Regions from separate parts of the Mus musculus genome. Here regions 1 and 3 are each linked to region 2. Evidence: chromatin contacts called from public ChIA-PET data. All regions are on one chromosome and are shown on one strand. Each heading gives the region's core, a stretch centred on a gene start, on an enhancer-like site or on the middle of the called end of the contact. The rest is flanking DNA. Distances are from core to core; before and after follow the strand shown. Region 1 overlaps Ptprk (protein tyrosine phosphatase, receptor type, K). Region 2 overlaps Themis (thymocyte selection associated). Region 3 overlaps Ptprk (protein tyrosine phosphatase, receptor type, K).

Evidence for each region. ChIA-PET counts read pairs in DNA pulled down with a chosen protein or histone mark.
Region 1: an RNA polymerase II ChIA-PET map of memory CD8 T cells shows a contact between it and region 2, with 497 read pairs. The contact joins two enhancer-like sites. A contact is called at or near these places in 8 of 484 Hi-C or Micro-C datasets (CD8 T cells, the G1E-ER4 cell line, the HL-1 cell line and 3 more), 3 of 115 datasets of contacts at active chromatin or transcription factors (CD8 T cells, double positive thymocytes and memory CD8 T cells) and 4 of 9 other capture datasets (adipose tissue, embryonic stem cells, liver and 1 more).
Region 3: a contact with region 2 is called in an RNA polymerase II ChIA-PET map of memory CD8 T cells, with 494 read pairs. The contact joins two enhancer-like sites. A contact is called at or near these places in 2 of 15 datasets of contacts at CTCF or cohesin (CD8 T cells and the NIH/3T3 cell line), 2 of 484 Hi-C or Micro-C datasets (CD4 T cells and bone marrow-derived DN2 thymocytes) and 9 of 115 datasets of contacts at active chromatin or transcription factors (CD4 T cells, CD8 T cells, T-cell acute lymphoblastic leukemia and 5 more).

The regions. Positions count from the first base shown.
Region 1 is chr10:28,592,052-28,595,781 of GRCm38.p6, reverse strand. It overlaps Ptprk (protein tyrosine phosphatase, receptor type, K), which reads right to left. Exons shown (of 32, transcript NM_008983.2): 31 at 2,877-3,012. Among named protein-coding and RNA genes, the nearest start is that of Themis, 74 kb to the left of the region's middle. Within about 2 kb of position 1,726, at least 92 of the 459 cell types and tissues checked have an H3K27ac peak or open chromatin away from gene starts, as enhancers often do. A contact at or near this core is called in CD8 T cells and memory CD8 T cells, where this site is marked.
Region 2 is chr10:28,723,706-28,727,712 of GRCm38.p6, reverse strand. All of the region lies in intron 2 of Themis (thymocyte selection associated), which reads right to left. Among named protein-coding and RNA genes, the nearest start is that of Themis, 57 kb to the right of the region's middle. Within about 2 kb of position 1,967, at least 9 of the 459 cell types and tissues checked have an H3K27ac peak or open chromatin away from gene starts, as enhancers often do. A contact at or near this core is called in CD8 T cells, memory CD8 T cells and regulatory T cells, where this site is marked.
Region 3 is chr10:28,513,872-28,517,901 of GRCm38.p6, reverse strand. The region is part of intron 13 of Ptprk (protein tyrosine phosphatase, receptor type, K); the gene reads right to left. Among named protein-coding and RNA genes, the nearest start is that of Themis, 150 kb to the left of the region's middle. Within about 2 kb of position 1,596, at least 54 of the 459 cell types and tissues checked have an H3K27ac peak or open chromatin away from gene starts, as enhancers often do. A contact at or near this core is called in CD8 T cells, memory CD8 T cells and regulatory T cells, where this site is marked.

The DNA of each region.
Region 1 (3,730 bases), core at 477-2,976, 130 kb after region 2:
AGGGATGAAAGGAGTTAGCAAAAGGCTAATGGTGAGTAATAGCATCTGTGTGAGTTCTTGACACCCAATTTAGATTATTTAAAAGTCGTAAATTACTTATTTTGCATATAACAGGAACATCTGGCCATATATATTTTATTCTCAAGTCTAATGATCCCTTTTAAGAAAAAAAAGAAACAGTAAAAAGATGTTTTATCTTTGCCCTAAATTTCCTATCATTTAATATAGTGCCAAGGATTTTTATAGGATTAAAATAGTTAAGAATGTTTCCCAGCTTACAAAAAGGTAAAGAACCAGGCTGTGGTGGACCACACTTTAATCCCAGCAACCAGACAAGGTGTGTCTCTGAGTTCAAGGCCAGCATGGTCTACAGAGTGAGTTCTAGAACAGCCAGAGCTACACAGAGAAACCCTGTCTTGGCATGGGGGAGGGGAAGAGTACACGATTGACATAGTAATCGTCTCAGAAAAATAAAAAATCGGAGTTCTCAAGAGGATTTTCTGTTTTACATGTTGTATGTTACACATCCTGAGTCTTTTTATATCACGCAAAAATCTACCATGTGGATTATCTGGATTACTTGTTAGATTATTTCAATATCTTTCTGTTTTGTATTGCTGCTGGTGTGTGCCTGTGCTTTCCTCCATATTCCAAATGATCTCTTTAGATAAAAGTGAGGGAGAAAGAGAGAGAGAAAGAGAGAGACAGAGAGACAGATAGGTAGAGACAGTGAAAGACAGAGACAGAGAGAGATGAGAAGAACCCCCTGTATGCTACCTTTTGCAATGGTATCAGAGTACCATTTCAACCAATTTAAAAGGAATATTTAAGAATTAAAAAGAAATAACCCTTCAAGCTCACTTATGCCTAAATAGATTCCTGACACCTCTTCTTAATTAAGACAACTTGATTGACAATGTTGTTGATCAAGTTGATAATGCAACATTTGAGTTAAAATAACACTTCTTTTGAGTGTAGTCACTTAAAATCCACTATCAAGAAGTTTAAAAAGACCAGAGACTGTTATAAATGATGACTTATATTATATAATTCATTGGACAGTTCCCAGCCCAGTCCAAGCAGGTAAAATCTAGGCAGGCTGAACTAGTGCAGAACTTAAAGTAAATATTAAAATATCCAGAATCTCTGACAACCAACGTAAATATGCTCTACATTAGCTTCCTGGGAGAAGTCCCACCAAAGATAAAAAAAAAAAAATGCTTGCAGCCAGTCAGTGCCTCTCAATTTTGTTTAAATCTACATTTCCATATCAAACTCAGCCCAAACCATAGTAAACTTTATTAATCATTGATGTTGATTAAGCAGTGCATTCTGTCAACTCTGTCAAGATTTGTGGGACATAAATAAAAAAGGAAAACAGTAACTCATGGGAAGGTTCTAGAACAAATATTCAACTGTAAACTTAGAAGTCAAAAGGTGGTATATCAAAGGCAAATTTGGAGACAGATGTTACTTCTGAAGGCATGTGACTTGAAATGTTTCAGGCAGAGTATATTTCACAGGTTATACATCTTGAAACCAGAGAGTGATAACTATCTACTGTCCAGTCTGTATGTAAAAATTCTCAAATCAATACTCTCTGTCCTTCTCAACTGCCTGCATTCCAGAGAAGGTGACGTTATCTGGTCCCAGTTGGAGTCTCCTAAGAGCACTCTTTGAGAAAGGGAGAAGTTAGCTGCCACTAGCCAGAGTGAAACAGCATAAACCGAAGTCTTTAGATGTTTGTCTCAGGAAACAATGCACTTCCTGTGTGAACAACCCCAAGCAGGAAGTGGTAAAAACACCAAGAGCTTACTAAATTTCTCTCTCTCTCTCTCTCTCTCTCTCTCTCTCTCTCTCCCTCTTTCCCTCTCCCTCACTCTCTTTCCCTCTCCCCCCCCCCCCCCGCTTCCTCCTCTCTCCCTCCCACAGCCCCACACCTCCGTTGCTCCCATCATCTTGATAAAGTAGGGCAAGCAACAGTGATGCCCTGGCTTTTCTCCCTTTCTTTTCTATGATTGCTGCAGCTGCTCTTCCTTCCCAGTCTCTTTGTACTTATGTGTAACCCCCAAGTCAAGCATGTTACAGAGGCAGTAACTTTCTTACTTGGTACACAGCTCCATTTAGATGAAGCCTTGCTCACATATCCCCATTTGTCCTTATTTTAGAGGCTTTGTGAGCTTAGAAGAACTTTTGTCACATTATATGCACTGTACTGTAAGGCTGATAAAAGCTTTTCAGCTGACAGCAAGGACAGACTGACAATTTACATTCGGATTAGATGGGGAAGGATTATGGATAATAGCTGCTATAAACTTCAGTTGCTCTTTCAAAAACACTGGGCGTCAGGTCTGTTTATATAGGTCAGTGGTAGAATGCCTGGCCTAGCATGCTTGAGATCCTGGGTTCCATACCTAACAACACCCACACACGCACACACACACACACCAAAATAAGTCAATTAAAACAAAGTAAGTGAACAAACAGAAAATAGGTGTCTAAGATTCTGAGGTGACCTATGAGTATATCTGCGACTTAACTCAATATGCCTCAACAAGCAAAAAAGTGACTACACTTTAGTGAGATTTATTTTCCTAGAACTATTTACTGCACAGCACAAATTCACTGATAATAAGGAGGACAAATTTCACTTCTCAAATCGCATGAGACCATTTTCTTCACCCAACAGGTTATGTGATGGGGAATGCATTTATACAGGCAAAGCCAGACTAGCTACACTCTACCTATTAGTCACAACGTCCCAGCAAGTTTCATGTGCACATCTGACTGATTTCCTCTATGTGCGTGAAGACCCACAAGTCAGTAGGTATATGACTGAGTAGTCACTGAGACCCTCGAAAGATTCTGTGGCTCACCGGGGCTTCCACCATGTTTGGCTTGCTGTTCCTCAGCGTCTTTACTGCATGGAAAACATCCACCACATTTTGCCGCTTCACCATCTCCACAACAATGCCTATGGCACAGAACATGCCACTGCGCCCACCGCCATTCCTGAAAGCAAAGACATGCTTAGTACCTTTGGGGGAATCACGTGTCACACCATCACACTCTCCTGGGAAAGGACACTTATCTTTAAAAATTCTCCCATTTCTTTGGATTCTCCTCTACATTTGTGTGTGAAGGGAAGAGGGGAGGATACTAGAGGATGAAGTTCTCTCAGGAGCTTATGAGCAGGAATATGTGACAGGCATAATTTGTTGTAATGTAGAGATGTTGAGATCCTAACCATTTGCCTGAAACAGAAGTTGTCCAGACAGGTACTTGAAAGAGTTAAACCATAAAACAACTGCATAATTTTTATTGTGTGGATATGTTTTCCTCCATGTTGTCTGTATACCCAGCGCATGCACTGCCCACAGAGGTCAGATGTGAGCATCAGATCTCCTGGAACTAGAGTCAAGAGAGGGTTGTGAGTCACCAGTTAGGTCCTGGGTATCAAACTCAGATCCTCTAGGAAAGTAGGCACTGCTCCTAACTACTGAGTCATCTCTTATTAGATTTAATAGTCAGAAAACAAAACTAAAATTAATAGTAAAATATTCATTTCTGAGACTAGAGTTCTATTTTGAAATACGAGCTATGGTAGTTTTGTCTGCCAGGATTTGAGGAACATCTTTTAAACACACACAAAGCAAAGGCTAGCCAGGAAATGAGTTCTGAGGCTCCCTGCATGGCAAGGCCACGATGCCCTGCCCTGCCCTGTCCTACT
Region 2 (4,007 bases), core at 718-3,217:
GCATACGTTAATCATACTGTAAAGCATATTATATTGTAATGCGTTTGTGATTTTTCATTCGCTACTCTCTTATTCATCCAATTGACAGGTTTTTTAATTTATCCTCAATGTGTATGGTGATAGAACTATGAAGACTGGAAATTAGTAGTGCAGAGCACATATCAACAAATAACTTGACTAGCCAAATCCTGCTAGCCACTCCTTTTTATAAATAAAGAGTATTTTGAGCTACAACCACGGCCATTGGTTGATGGGTTTGTTACCTGCAGTGACCTTCATGTTAAAAGATTGCTGTACAGTAGTTATGGCAACAATCTGGCCACAAAGCCTTAAAATTTACTATCTGGCTGTTTAAAGCAAGTTTGACAGCTCATAGTCTAGAGCACAAGACAGGTAAATATAATGACCACCCAATGATATGCATGCTGTGGTACCCACACTGTCGGAATGAGGAGACCCAGGTAACCTGCCCCTGTCTCTTCGCATCGCCCCTTCCTGAGCCAGAATGGCCAGCACTTCCTTTCCGCAACCTTCTTGCGACCTTTGAAGAGGGCAGACAAAGGGGAGCTGGAACGTGGCCTCCTGCCTAGCACTGTATATTGCGCTCCCTTTTTCTGATAATTCTAACCAATAGCACTTTCCTGGTGTAGATGGCTCTTGCCTTTGAAGGAGGCAAGAGTTAGTATCCTTGATGTGATAAAGCACACTCCTGAGCTATGGGAAAGAGACAATTAAGTGTTCCCAAACAGCTGTGACTGCTTTGTAACAACACGCTGGCCTCCTATAATGGGATGAGTTACTTCTTCCCAGGTCAAAGAGGTCCTTCTCCAGCTGCGAAATTCCGCCTCTCTGTCTAAACAAATGTTATCAATTTGAAGGACCGCACACCTTTCCCCCTACTCAATCATGTAATGACAGGCCTTGAGCGCCCCAGCGTATGCATCTTCATATATATATATATATATATATATATATATATATATATATATATATATATATCAAACCCTTGAACTTGAGCATCGCTTTCCTAACCTGTGCAGCTGGAAGGTCTGTGATAGCACCCACACTCGTATAATAAAAACTCTCTTTGTTTAGTACATCAGTATCGCAATTTCTGGCGGTCTTCTGGGGTTCCCATGAACTGGGCATAACATTCTGGGACTCTTCTGAGGTTCCTCAGCAGATCTCCAGAGCCTGCAATTGGGAGAGCCTAGTGCTGGCTGGTGAGTGTCAGTATTTCTATACTGGTTGTGTCTGTTCTGTTCTTGCTTTTGGCATTGGAAAAGCCTCGAGGTGTTTGGAAAAGCAGCAGAGGGTGGCTAGAGCATACTCACTGGAGAGCCACCAATGCCGGGACCAGGGACACATCCCTGGACTTCCTGAGGGCTTGTCCGGTACCTGTGGGGCGAGTGGGGGTGGGGAGAATTTGTGACGAGGAAGGGCTGCTTTCCTCTCTACCTCGCTTTCAGTTTCTGAGGCCAGAGTCTGTGAGTTCTAGTGTTTGGATATATTTTTGTTTCCAGTCACTAAGTGGCTACTTCGTGCGTGTGGGTCTGTCTGTTGCGTCCCTTGAAATGTTTTGTTTCGTGTTGTACTATACTTTGATATGGGACAGACTGATTCTCACACCCTCAACATTCTTTTAGCTCATTTTAAGGAAATGAAAACTAGAGTTCACAATCTCTCAGTGGATATGAAGAAAGGGAAAATATACACACATATACCAGCTCAGAGTGTCCAGCCTTCCTAGTTGAATGGCCGCCAGAGGGGACCTTTCACATCCCTATGGTGTTGGCAGTAGATGACAGAGTGTTCCAAAAAGCACGTGGACACCCAGATCAAGTTCCCTGTATGTTTGGAAGGATTTAGTTAATAATCGACCACTGTGGGTTAAGTCCTTCCTCTTCCCTCCAGCTAACGCTTCTTCATCATGTCGGCCCTGGTGGTGGAAGAATGTAAACAGGAAGTCCGCAAACCTCCTGTGCCTCTTCACCCCATTTTATAGGCCACTACATCGGAAGATGTTCTCTTCCCATCTCCTTACACACAAGTTTCAGCTGCGCAAGCTTCCCACAGGCACCAGCTTTGGCTGTACCAGCTCCAGCCCTGCCCTTGCTCCCCCTACCCTCGGAGGAGGTGCCAACAGCCTCAATAGTATCAACTTCAAGAATGGGCTGGGCAGGGGGGGGGGGCTGCACAGGGAACCGGAAGCAGGCACTCAATGCCTCCTTAGGCTATAGAGCTGGGCAGATTCCACTGTCTTACGCCTAAGGGCAACAGAATCAGCTGACCAACAGGAGAATCAACTCCACCATTATTGGCCCTTCACTATTGCTGATTTTTATAATTGGAGGAGAGAGAATGCCAGACTCTCTGACTATGCTAGAGAGCTCATTGGTCTCTTAGACAATATCCTTTTTACCCATCAGCCCACTTGAAATGATTGTCAGCAGCTCTTAAAGATCCTCTTTACAACTGAGGAAAAGAAACACATCATATTGGAGGTCCAAAGAATGTTCCATGTCCTAAGGGCACTCCACCCCAGAACCCCGTTGACAGACAAAAGATTTCCCCTCAGGAGACTGCTTGGGGCTATAATACTGGTGAAGGGTGGGAGCATTTCCGAGTCTATCACCAACCTCTAATGGCGGGTCTCAGGACAGCCACTCATCGACCCAAATTTGGCTAAGGTTTATGATGTCAGGCTAAAGGATGATAAAGGCCCAACAGAGTTTCTCAAGCAGATTATGGACACTTTCTGCCATTATACACACCTAAATCCTGAGGAGACTGAGAATTCTAACACAGTAGCGCTGGCATTTATAAATCAGCACCGACCATTAGAAGGAAGTTTCAGAAGTTAGAAAGACTAAGAGAGAGAAGTCATTGAGAGATTTAGTGGAGGTTGTGAAGAAGGTATACCATAGTAGGGAGACTAAAGATGAAAAGAAGATTAAGACAGAGAAGCTAATAAACAGAGATCTAGCCAAAGTCCTTCTTGCCAATAGTAATCCAGATTAGAGACAGAGGAAGTGCCAACTTCAAAATATTGCTGAGGGGAAAAAGCCTAGAAAAGGTTGTCCACCAATCTTAGCTAAGAACCATTACAGCTACAACCACCTGTTGTAAGTAAGAAGGATACTGGACTAGAGAATGCCCAAAGAGAAAGCCAAAGAATAAGACTATAATCACCAAGGAAAAACAAAAGATTGAGGGAGTCAGGGAACAGACCTCCTTCCCCAAGCCAGGGTAATCCTTAGAGTGCAGGGAAAGCCTCTGGAATTCCTGGTGGACACCGGAGCTTAATCTTCAGTGCTTGTAAAGGCTGAAGGGCCATTGTCTCCTAAGAAGTCCTGGGTCTAAGGGAACACAGGCACCAAATAATATTCATGTACTACCCGAAGAACAGTGGACTTGAGAATGGGATGGTAACCCATTCACTCAGTCATCCCTGAGTGCCCCTACCCCCTACTGGGGAGGGATCTCCCAGCTAAAATGAGGGCCCAGATACATTTTAAACCTGGGAAAGTCCAGTTAATAGGTCAGAACAATGATCCGATCCAGGTGTTGAACTTGACTTGGCCTCTGAGACTGAGTATAGACTATACAAGGTAGCCCTAGAAGGACAGAAACATTTCCAATGAAGACTGAGACTACTACAAAGGTAGTAGCTAAGAAGTTGCTAGAGGTAATCTCACCCAGGTGTAGATTCCCTATATGATAGGATCAGACAATGGACCAACATTTGTGTCCAATGCATAACAGATTGTCCTTTGTAGATATGGAATTGATTGACCTATAGGAATTTTATCTTCTTCAACCCACACAACACACAGCCTAGTTTTCGAAGTTAGCACCATTGCAAACTTGTAATTTTAGCATTCAGCAGCCCAGGCAGGACACTCTTGAGTTCAATGTCAGTCTGGATTACGTGGTGAGAAACAATAGCAGCAGGAGCAGCAGCAGCAATAGCAACAACAACAACAACAACAACAACAACAACAACA
Region 3 (4,030 bases), core at 347-2,846, 210 kb after region 2:
ACCTACTCCTGCAAAATACACATGCTGCCTGCTTACTGATAGATAATGTTATTGATGGTGCTGCTGCTGCTGCTGCTACTTGCTGTCTGTCTTTGCAGCCTCTCCCTGTCTCCCCTGATTGCTCCTCCAGGGTAGGAAATCTTTTTCTGTGCTGAGAATTTGGTGCCTGGGTGTGTACTGCATCCAACTCAGAGCACCCCCCACCCCAGTAATTTTGCATACATTTACATCTAGTTACTGAGGGAGCACCAGCCTTGTGCAGACCAAGAAGGCTGAGGGCAACATTTATTGGAACTTTAGAGGATAAGTATTTTTCAAAACTCAATTTGGACACACAGGTCCACCCCAAAATCAGTTTATTCGATGGGAGCTTCTAGGGCAGAAAGCAGCTATGTGAAGATGATGTGAAGACGCTGTAGAGGAGGCAAAAGATAGAGGACTAGCCAGGAAAAGAACTTATCTCAAGTTTTTCTACGGCATTTCCAGTTGCCCGCACTCCCCAGGAAGCAAAGTGGACAAGTCCTACTGATTTGGGAACAGGAGGGTCGCACTTGGAGTTTGGGGTGTAGCCTTTCAGTTGGATACTGGCTACTGTTGAATACATCTGACCATACTGTAGCATAAAATCAGGGGAAGTGGTAGCAATTGTTGAAGGTCAGATTTGTAATGTCAACATCTAACTAACACAAAACTGTGTCGGACCAAGATGCAGTAAGTGTGCAGGAGTGTGTGAAATCCTTAGATGATGCCCATCTTCTCAGAAAGAGAAATTTTCCCTTCCACAAAGGACTTGAGCATCAACTAACTTTCTAGGAAAAGCTGCACCTCATTAATACCCATCTGAATCACCTTCAGAGTTAAATTATTAGGTTATTTGAAGGGCTGTTCCAATAAAAATATCACAGAAAAATCCATATACATGATTACAGAGGTTCTAGTGTGAAAATGCACTTTATTAGAGGGGAAGAGGTCCAAACAGCGCAGGAGCAACTTTCCCCTTGGGATTTCAGAGGTGATTGAATGCTCTGCTTTCAAACTGATAACCCAGTTCTGATCTGCAGGACTTCAGTCATGGAAGTGTTTACTGAGGCTTCCCTTTAGTAAAAGAATCAGTCAAATCTTCACTGGTGAGATACAGCTGCACATTTAACAAACAAGTTGTATTCATTCATTCATTCATTCATTCACTCATTCATTCAGATAGTGAAATGTAGTAAGTAGCCAGAGGACTGTAAAGTAAATTTAAAAACAAGGTTCAAGGTCATGGAATTGGTATTTCCCATAAGATAGCCAAATGGTCATCAGAAGGAAAAAAGAAAACCACTGAAGTCACATAATTCTTAAATGGCAGCTTTTGTTTCATTTTTAATTTCAATTAAGCAGATTAGGTGATCCCAAGTGTGGGTACAGGGTTTGATGACTGAAATGTGAATTGGATTATATGAAGTAGATGATCTTACTAAATACTCATAGGTTAGCTAAGTGAAATGTTTAAATCAAAGTGGAAACTGCAATGTGACGGCGGTATCTAAGGTAACGCAGGACTTTCGTAGCAGTGTGGTTGGTGGGGAGGAAGCCCACAAGCATGAGGAAGTAAAACAAGCGCAGACATGCTGAAAGTGTTTGTGCATGTCAAGGAAAACTGAGGAGTCATCTTCCACTGCATAAGGGATTCAAAGCACACAGCCCACTAAGACTATTTAGAATAACTGACCCTTTAGCAAAACATTACTTGAATCCCTCTGTGCTTTCTGCCAGGGTTATATCTATATATCTCTATATATGTGGGTGTATGTGTGATATATGCATGGCGTGTATATGTGTGTGTGTGTGTGTGTGTGTGTGTTGACCAGATGATACACAACTGTGTGTGTTCTCAGGCCCTGTGCATCTTTTCTTTTGGGGAAAGGTCAGAGCTTCTCATTGGCCTAAGCCAGGAAACCCCAGGGTTTCTCTTGCTTCTGCCTCCTCAGTGTTGGGATTACCGGAGCCTGCCACCCACTTCTCTGTGAGTTGTTCAGGTCCTCATGCGTATCTTTGCGTGGCATGCACTGACTGATTTAGCTGTTCCTCAGCCTCTGAGTAAGGACTTTAGACAGATACTTGGTCTTAGAGCTGACCAAATGGTTTGTCGTTACTAACAGCAGAGGAGTACAGAAAGAGGATAGCAATTTTTATAGGTCTAATAGTAACCGAATACTAGTTAAATCGTAATTACTAACCATGTACAAATGAGATAATAACCTTCACCCAAAGAAAGTGGCAAGACTGACAGAATCTGGGACGGTACTAAGGATGTGAGTGTCTGAAGGAGATAATACACATCACATTTGTGTTTGTTGTCCTGAGGATAGCTACACTCAATAATATCACAAATACCACACAAAAGAGAATTCTGAAATAAATGTAGAACTGAATGAATAAGAGGAAAAAATAGATTAAAAAATTATAAAGGAGGCCAGAAAAGAAGAGCCAATCAATCTGGTGTGTTAAGGTGCTAACAACTTGACTTGTCTGTCTGACTTCCCTAATTCATTATCGTAATTGTGCGGTGAGGTGCATCTCCTTTTCTGTATTGGCTCTGTATACTCCTCCCTTTTATTGGGCATTCATCAGATTTTTCTTCCTGGTCTCTCTAAACAGGACTGTTCATTTGATTTCCAGATTTAATTCTCTCTCTATCACTAGAAGATTCTCTTTGGGAGAGGAAAAGATGTAATCACAAAGTCATTTAGGTTGCTTCTCATGACAACTGAATGGATATACATATCATGGGACATTCTGAAGCTGCTATCTCTTATTCTTTCATCCTTCCCATAGCTTCAGAAACATTCATTTTGGCCACTTTCAGACACCCTTCATTATGAGCAGCTATTCTCTGGAATGGAGATTAAGCAAGCCGGTCCTCTGAGGTGAGCGTCAACTTGTAATACCAACTGATGATCTGAACTTGATCCTCAGGACCCAAGCAAAGGTAGTAGAAAAGAAGTGACCAAACAAAGCTGTCCTCTTATTTGTATACACATGACATATCATGTGTGTCCATATACACACATCCATATCTAGCACATACAAGAACAACAGCAGCAACAACAACTTGAAAAATAGCCAGATCTTGAAAGGTATCATGACAATACTCAAATGTATAGTTGTGCAGTTCTTTTTAGAGGAGTTTAGAGGATTAAAATAGTATAACTATTTTAAAATAGACACATATAATGTGATAATGTGATTATTTAGTACTGATTCCAGGAATTCCTTTTTCTGTGGAGTTCAGCCAAGAATGCAAAGTGTGTGTGTGTTGTGTGTGTGTGTGTATAGCCACACAATTTTCTATCTATTACATAATAGTAAATTAGTGACTTGGTTTTACAAACCCAGAGCCCAAACAGACAGTCTCTATTTAAAATAGATAAAAATATCTGTGGCTGATGGGGGTTTTGATTAACTAGTTATATGTTATGAAAATTTGGTAACACATTTCTTTGAGATTTACTGCAATGAATTGGGAAGTGACCCAGAGAAAGACCAGATCTCAGAACTTGTAACAGATGCAGATGAAATTAGTTCTGACTCTAACTCTTCATGCAGACATCATGCCTTCTTTTCTACAGTGTATTTCCTGGACCTCCAGTACCTGACAGACAGCACATAAGCAATACTTTCTGAATGAATGACCAGATCATTGTGGGTAAATCCATTGTGTGTAGGGCACTAAGTGAGGAACAAAGGAGAACGCAAGGGATAGCTGTTGCACCATGATGATGTGAAACTGTGCTAAAGAAATCACATACCAATAAAGTGAGGTCTACCCATATTACTTGAAAAGAGAAAGTCCAAATTAATGAGATGATGTCTCATCCTGCAGGTTTCATATGATCTTTTCCCATTTTATATTTCTACTACATTTCTTGTTTCCTACAATCTCTTCTGCACAGGTAGAGTAACACAAAACCACAGCTATTTCAAACCATCTCTCCCTGAGACTGAACTTGTCAGAAGAGCAATAATTGCATGACACACAGTGGCT